3 separate regions of the Zea mays genome follow, and regions 1 and 2 are each linked to region 3. The links are chromatin contacts, called in public Hi-C maps. All regions are on one chromosome and are shown on one strand. Each heading gives the region's core, a stretch centred on a gene start, on an enhancer-like site or on the middle of the called end of the contact. The rest is flanking DNA. Distances are from core to core; before and after follow the strand shown. Region 1 has its middle 97 kb from the start of LOC100382063. Region 2 has its middle 140 kb from the start of LOC100382063. Region 3 overlaps LOC103648908 (phosphoinositide phosphatase SAC7).

Region 1 (2,700 bases), core at 47-2,546, 160 kb before region 3:
ACCCAGGATAACAGTGTTGTAATACCCAAATAGTGAGAGTAATAGAATGTACAAGAATTGGGAAATATAAAATGTTCATTTGACCACTTGTCTTGTTATTCTCACTTTTGCATATTTCAAATCATGGGTTAACCTTGACTACCAACAATTATACTAAATAAAGAAAATGGTGCATCATGTTGGAGTTTAATTGCTTGTGCATTTAATGATAAAAATAATAATAATAAAAATACATTAATAAGGAGAAGGAGGTTTAACCTAATTTGAAACCTAGAATTTGAAGATGAAATAGAAAAGGAAGACTACATGCAAAGTAAGAAAAGTATACAAATAAAGATATTATTTCATGCCGTTATTTTTGAATTGTACATTTAAATCTAGGTACAAAAAATTCACAACAAACTTTTGATTCAAATTTGAGGTTCTAAAATAAAAATAAAATAAAACCAGAAAATGCAAAAAGAATAAAAATAAGAAGGGGGTGCACTCCGGTTGGGCCAAAACCTAGCTACAGCGGCCCACCTGACTTTCCTTTCCGCGCACCCTAGCCCAACAATCGTCCGCGGCGCCGACCTGTGGGCCCTAGATGCCAGCAACACGACCCCGTACGCCGTTTTCCATTTTCTCGGCCTTTGGTGGATGGGAACGGGCTCGCCGGCCTATCAGGGTCAGACTGTGGCGTGACCTCCTCTCGGTCTCTGGCGCTAGGCCCCGTTGTCAGCGTCGATCGATTAACGTAGTGCGCGCTATTCTCGGCGCTGCTGGCTCAACTGCCCCTGTGTATCTATATAACTACAGGGCATTGTCATTTCTTCCCCCTGCTTCATCTTCGTGGCGCCTTCGTCGGAGTTTACTCAGGCGGCGGGTCATCACTCGACGATGACGGTCAGTGCAAAATGCAAACTCTGGTGAGCCCACTTTCCCCTCTGCGGTGTCCTTGGATGCATCGGTTGGTCATGAGTGGGCGAGGATGGCGAGGTTGGGGGCGGTCCTGGGGCCGGCAAACCGCTGGTGTACCCTTGTGGGTCAGTGGCTAGTGCTGGTCTTGGTCGGGCAGAGCGCCGGTTGGCCGGTTGGAGAGAGAGAATCAGGTATGGCGCGGTCGGCTGTGCCTTGGCGTCGAGAGGTTGAAGACGCCAATATGTCCATAGATCATGAAATAGACGACTGGGATTAGTCTGGCGCATCCGTTCAACAGGGAATTGATCTTGTCCGTCGATCAAAGTACCAGGGCGTGGGATTTTATGTCGGGCTGGTGGGCACGCGCCCGTGGATTGGGGATCCAACGGCCACCAGAGCTCTAGTTCACTTAGCGGGGGTGTAATCCGAACCGTTAGATCTTGATCAGGCGGCCCACGTTGAACGATACCCCTTCGTCCAGTTCTTTTGCTAAAGAGTCCCTGAACTTCACAGAAATAAACCCGTAGTCCATCACATGTTAAGAAACGTATACCCTGAGTCTTAGAACTTTTACAAGTTAGCCCCTGTGCTCTTCAGTATTTCTGTGCGCAATACAGAGAGATGTTGAATGGAATAAAAATTATAGAAAATGAGTTTTTGTATTAAAATAGTTATAGAAACTTGTTTAAATCATAATAAATCCATTTTAATTCCTTTTTGATCCATTCCAGTTGCATTAATTCTGTATTAATATTGTCTATCAACTAGTAACTTTGTTTATTCATGAAACATAGAGTAAAATTCATTAAGCTTAATCTAAAGCAACCACTTAATAACTTCAGAAAATCATAACTCGATAATTGTAACTCCAAATTTAGTGATTCTTGTTCCTACGATCTCGTTACGATGCGTAGAATATTATTATGCATTATGATCTCATGTTTGGTGTGATGTTAATTTCTCCCGTACCGTGTTTGTTTGTATTGTTTCGAGTAGACGAGCAAGCCACTAAGGACCCAGGTGTTCAGCAGGTGGATAATTCTGAGCAGGAGCTCGTTGAAGGCAAGTTGTGCCCTTGACCACTTTTATTTACCCAATAATGTTCTCTTTAATCACCATGGCATGTTTAGGCTTAATTTTGATGGGACCCAATAGGTCACCCTAGTCTGTTTTATCCTGTGCCTTGATCACCACTGAACTTTTTGGGTAGTCTTGCTATTGCTATATATGGTTTTGGGTGTTGAGATAAATTTGACACATGATCATTCTTTATTATCACTGTTGATTATTTATTGTTCATGATAAGATTACTGTGTTAATTGGAACATGGAGAACCACCCGGGAAAACAGTGCTACCACAAGGGTGGAATGGGACACCCTTGGCCAAGTAATTAAGAAAGCTAGGGAGAGATTACCTTACCTGAAAGGGGCAAGCTGGGAGGCGTCGTTGCAGAGTATAGGGAGGTTCTCGGGTCGGACTGCCTGGCATTCCGGACAGGGGATTCCTATGCTTCCTTCTTCCTAAATCCATAGCGGGTTTTCTTGAACTAGTGGAACTTTGGAAAGGCCTTGTAGTGCTACCCTGCCTCGTCTCCTCGGTAGAGAAGAACGGGAAGTCGCGATCCCTTGGCAGATGGGTAACATGACTTGTGGGTAAAGATGCACAACCTGTACATAGTGTAAAATTGGTATATCAACTATGCTCACAGTCATGAGCGGCTCGGACACTCACATGATTAATTTATGGAAGTTAAATTTAATTTGTCATTTGCATTGCATTGTGGTTTATTATCAATTTTG
Region 2 (2,700 bases), core at 72-2,571, 200 kb before region 3:
AGGAGATTTCATGGTAACTGAATCTGATGCATATGGAACACGTCTCCTCTGTATGTCAGAGTCTTCTCCTCAACACCGAAACTCCAGAGATGACCTTGCAACTCCAACACACCCTTTGCATCTTCATTCTTCTTCTTGCCCACAACATCTTTACCATTGTGATTGGCGGCATGACAGTCAGTATTCGCGGCCTCCCAAACAAACCGGAAGATTTGGAGGGCACGGCTCAGTTGCTTGATGCCGCTCCTGATCGTCGATTCATCGCCATCGATCAGGAATTCTGCGGCGTGAACGGTAACATTCCTGCCTCCCTCGCCAGAAATGCATTTGCCGACGTGCACCTCCATGTCCCGGACGGAGCCATAGAGGTAGAAGAGGAGCAGCGTGTACAGGCACCTGGAGGAGTGCCCCAGGCTCTTGGACAGCTTCCTCTGCACCAGGCAGTCCTGCCGGCGCGCCTCCTTGAAGGCTATGTCCCGTTCAATGACGACGTCACGTATCTGGTACAACCCCTCCTTCATGGCCTCCACCTTCTGCACATGCCCGGTGAGTCGATCCTCCATCTCCAGGCTCCTGGCGAGGTCAGTAAACATGTCCAGCACTTCTTGCCACTTCTTGGCGGGAGCCGTCGGTTCTGCTGGTTTCTTGAACGGCGTTGGGCGCATCCAGGACGGCGATGAGGACGTCGCCGTGTCCGACAGGAAGCCGTTGCAAGCGGAGGCGATCTGCTCGGCCATCTTGATCCCTGGGCTCGGGCTATCCAGAGACGCCATGTCGGCCTGGAGATCCCCGAGCACCGCCTCGAGCGCGCCCCGCCAGACGTGGTGCTGCGTCACCTGCGGGCAGACGTTGAGCCGCACGCTCTTCCTCCGCTGGGCTGATACGCCGAGCACGTCGCAGACCTGCGTCAGCGATCTCAGCGACGTCACCTCCATCTTCAGCGGCGGGTGGCCGCGGCTCACGGTGGCCACGGCGGCGACGAACTCACCCGCGAGCGCGTCAAAGTGCGCGGCCCGGGTGGCGGCGTGCGGGCATGCGACGAGGGATCCCCTCGCCCCGTGCCACGGAAAGCCACCTGCAACCCCTGCCAGTGACCCCGAATGACGGAGCAGCCGGGCGTATGCTGCCCGGTACCATCGCCGCGGAAGCGGGGCGCGGTCTCGCACATCGTCCTCTTCGGGCGAGGCCGGGCCTGGTTTGAAGTGAATACTGCGGCGGTGGGCACCGCACAGCCCGCAGATGGCTGGGGCGAGCACGCAGAGCGCGGCATTCGCGCGCAGAAAGGTCTCCGAAATGCTGCGACATTCCATCGAACAGGCTGTGTGCAGGCTGCGACCCTCCCCGAACGCTCTCACGTCGCCGTGGAATGGTCTGCGCGTGCGTGCCCTACCTCAGGCGGTCGAGAGGTTTTGAAATATGACCCCACCCAAATCATAAGCATTTCAACACCCTATCATAATGAGCTACTATGGACCAGGGTGTCAAAACTTACGAATTAGATGCTAAATTTTAAAATTTCTCCAGACGGTCAGATATACTTTTATTGGTCTTGGGTGTTTGGTTCACCTGGCAAAAATTTGGTTTGTATTACACTACATCAAATATTTGAATATTAATTATAAGTATTAAATTTAGGCTTAATAAGTTTAATAAATTTGTCCCTTTTTAGCCTTTATATATGTAATTAGTTTTTATAATTAAATTATATTTAATATTTATAATTCAAATGTTTGATGTAACATAGGCTACTTTTACGCATAAAGCCTCAAAGCTTCAGAAATAGTGTAACTGTCCTTTTTGAAGGTGCGTTTTTTAAAGAAGTCTTCAACCATTTGGTAGTTCGAGTTCCTGTTGTTGTTGTTCAGTGGGCAGTCGCGGCAGTGCTGCCACTGGTGAAGCTATCTTCAATAGCCTTCCTATCACACTCACTATCTCACTTTTCGTTTCAAACTCCATTCTACAAACAGTATATTTACAGTGATTATGCATGTCCATATGCACGCTATTTTTGGAGTCAGCCTGAACTATAAGGCTAGGAGAAATGTTATCGATAAAATTGGTATTTTACTAAGCTTTGTTGAACATTGAACGGTTCCAAGAGTTCTCCAAGCTTTCTCCCTCTCGTCAAGTCCTATATACCGGAGTTCCTCTAGGTATCCCTCTCGAAAGAGGGGAGAGAGCCAGGGGAGTCTAATCTCCTCTTTCATTAATAGTGCTTTTAATTTTAAAATTAAATATTTTCAAATTTAATTACATGATAATAATATATATTACGATATTATAAATATTGTATATTTTAAACTCTAAAAGTGACATAGAAAAGTCTCATATTGTGTCAAAGTGTAAAGGGAGCTGAATAAGAGAAACAGTTGCAAAGAAGGTGAAATAGAGATAAGAATTCTTGAGAAAAATGTATATAAAAACGTATAGTAAGTATGAATAGAGAGATTTGAAAGTGAAACCATTGTAAAAAGGCTTTACTGCTCCCAATTTCGCTCTGTCACAGATCGTGGCCATCATCAGATAGTTGTCGTGGCCATCATCTATGTAAGCTATTCTTTGTGAAGTTAAACGGATGTGCAATCAAAACTTTCATGCAATTATTGTACAATCAAACTACAAAAAAGTCATTAAAAATCTTTAAAATTATAAATCTATTTATTTATATACTCTACTAATGTCTCAAAAAATAAGATTTAC
Region 3 (2,700 bases), core at 138-2,637:
TCTTAGTTCAATAAAGTTGATTATATAATCTAAACAGATTATAATCCCAAACAAACAAACCCTTAATCATGACATAACAATACATGCAAATATGCCTATCGGTGGTTTATTTTTCCCAAAAGAACAAAAAATATCAGTCTTCAATGTGATATCTTACCTTGTTTAAGTGCAATAATCAAGAACATAAGAGCTCCCACAACCAACGCGAAAGCAATGCGGAAGGACTGCATAGGGAAATTGTAGATTATTGTGCCAGCGTAATTCACAAAAATACTTTTGAGAATGTTTGCAAGTCTACAAAGAGGAGTTTCTAACTTATTTTGTCTTACCAATAATCACAGAAATCATTATACACTAGCGCACATGGATAACTAATAAGATTGTAACTTAGTCTCATAAGATTTCTTCAATGAGAAAGCTTTATTATCAAGTAGTATACTCAATCAGAAAATGATGCTTGGTTCGTGAAATGCTAAATAGATCAAAGAAAGAGCTCTCTACTTATTTTTATTTTACAGTTGTAAAAATCAAATGCAGTAGTTCATTATAGAAAAAAATGTTTTATGGCGATGTAACAAGGAAAAATATTTTTGAGAGGTTATTAGCATGGAGAACACATGAAGAATTTGAAATTAGAAGGTACATTATGATGATCGCATCTAGTCAAAGCAATTTCAAGCAATGTCAATAGTACCCACCGCATAATTCTCCAGAAGTCCTTGTTTGCTTAGAGCTGCCATGTCCCGACTAACAGAGGAGATGTAATGTCCTTGAAGAAGATCCATGGCATCCTATATTAGGCAACAAAATAGGGATAATGAATGGCTGCACTCTGATAGAACTCTTATCCCGATGATCACATGTTTTAGATGGAAAGAAGTCATATCCTAAAATTAAATGTATGTATGCGTCATTCAAAGAGCTACAGAAAAGAGGGTTTGTCTGTATGTGTTGTGCTACTACTGATGGAGAGAAAATAAAAGGGTACAAAGACCACCACCCATTCAGACACCCCACAAAATAAAAAGGTTGACTACATAGGATTCACTACATCCTGGAGACTAGAAAATAAAAGGCCACAAAAAATGTATTTTACCAAACAGTCTCATGAACATAGTTACTAAGACGGCAAGGCGAAGTAAGGCGATCGACCCTTTTTTATCTTTTAAGCGATAAGGTGTAAGACGATGCGACGTCTTAATAATATATAAAAGATAATAAAAATAAAATATATAGAAATATAGTCCCAAATAGATGTATTACACTAGCAAATAGGGTCCGGTCAGTCCAAGCAGTTCATAAACCAGCCCAGCAGCCCACTTAGCCCATCAAAAGTAGGTTACCCACCCGACACAGCCACTTCTTTCCCTTCCCTCCCATTCGCTCCCTTAGCCGCCAGGCTCTTCTCCCCCCGCCGCCAACAGCCCAACACTGAGCTCGTCGCCGCCAGCAGCCCAACACTCAGGTCGCCGCCAGCAGCCCAACACTCAGGTCGCCGCCGCCAGCACTGCTCTGCGCATGTGCGCCCCCTCTCCTCTTCCCTCCTCCGTCTATCTCGTCGCCAGAACTACTCTAGGCGGGCGTCGCGCGCCTTCCAGGCCACCGGCCGCCAGCAACCGGCGCGGCCACTCAAGCGCCCCCTCACGACCGCCTTTCCCTCCGTAACGCGGGTGCCAGCGGGCAGAGCCCTCTCCCACTCGCATTCCGCTCGCCTTAGGCGCTCGGTAAGGCGAGGCGGACGGCTTATCTCGGCCGAGCGCTTTACCGCATCCTTGAGGACGCCTTAATAACTCTGCTCCTAAATATTATTTGTTTTACAATATTTGGTTTGCTAGTGAAATACATGGCAAACTGTAGGCAGAAAGCACTTCACTTAATGCACACACAAACTACTGTTGACTGTCCAAAGGATCATCAATTATGTCAATCTATATTACCCATTGCATTTTTATATTATGAAAAAACAGTATTACACATAGTAACCCTACAGTTTCTCCCCTAAAAAACTCGACCCTTGGGGGTGAAAACTCCTATAGCCTAAGGAGTCGAACTCAAGACATGAGAAATATTATTTAGACACCTAACCAACTCAGCTATAAACTCTTTCACAACAATTTCTTACATAGCTCTAGTTACATATTTGTATTGCTACCTGTATACAATTGTAAGAGCAACTAAGCAATAGCCCACAATCAGGACCTCTATTTTTGATTATTGAAGGTTCTCCTACTTTTTGGTGCCCTGATTTCTATGTTCCGCTATAGTAAAACCTCTAAATCAAAGCACCTACTTTTCTAGGACATATGTGTACGTGATATAGGGAGGGGTTGTTGGGAGCCCAAGGCTTCCAATAGTTACAGAAAGTCCCAACCAATTCGTGCTTCTAGTCGCACCAGCCATCCCTGACCCCACTAGGAGCACCGATGTGTGTTTTTGGTTCAATCGGGTGGGAATCGGCCCGATCGGCATACTGGTGGCCGCACCGCCAGGTTTGAGCGTTAAATACTCTCAAGTTTAAGTGTAAATAGTGTCAGATATAGCGTAAATATTGGCACAACGGTCAACGTGATGTTGCTTACGACCCAAACATAACAGACGTGTATGAATCCAGGTGGTTACCGTAAATACAGAGCCAACGTGAGAGACGTGGAAATCTCTGAGACGTTGTATCCATGATCGTAAAACTCCCAAGTTTGAGCG

The links. A called contact is a pair of places that touch in the nucleus more often than the background predicts.
Region 1: a Hi-C map of endosperm shows a contact between it and region 3, with 2.7 times the contacts expected there. The contact joins two enhancer-like sites. A contact is called at or near these places in 2 of 25 Hi-C or Micro-C datasets (ear and endosperm).
Region 2: a Hi-C map of ear shows a contact between it and region 3, with 1.7 times the contacts expected there. The contact joins two enhancer-like sites. A contact is called at or near these places in 2 of 25 Hi-C or Micro-C datasets (ear and tassel).

Annotation. Positions count from the first base shown.
Region 1 is chr2:130,101,202-130,103,901 of Zm-B73-REFERENCE-NAM-5.0, reverse strand. No RefSeq gene overlaps it. Among protein-coding and RNA genes, the nearest start is that of LOC100382063, 97 kb to the right of the region's middle. Within about 2 kb of position 1,296, at least 17 of the 20 cell types and tissues checked have an H3K27ac peak or open chromatin away from gene starts, as enhancers often do. A contact at or near this core is called in ear and endosperm, where this site is marked.
Region 2 is chr2:130,143,677-130,146,376 of Zm-B73-REFERENCE-NAM-5.0, reverse strand. No RefSeq gene overlaps it. Among protein-coding and RNA genes, the nearest start is that of LOC100382063, 140 kb to the right of the region's middle. Within about 2 kb of position 1,321, at least 10 of the 20 cell types and tissues checked have an H3K27ac peak or open chromatin away from gene starts, as enhancers often do. A contact at or near this core is called in ear, where this site is marked.
Region 3 is chr2:129,944,333-129,947,032 of Zm-B73-REFERENCE-NAM-5.0, reverse strand. LOC103648908 (phosphoinositide phosphatase SAC7) reads right to left here. Exons shown (of 19, transcript XM_020548405.1): 17 at 699-791; 18 at 158-224. Among protein-coding and RNA genes, the nearest start is that of LOC100382063, 60 kb to the left of the region's middle. Within about 2 kb of position 1,387, at least 19 of the 20 cell types and tissues checked have an H3K27ac peak or open chromatin away from gene starts, as enhancers often do. A contact at or near this core is called in ear and endosperm, where this site is marked.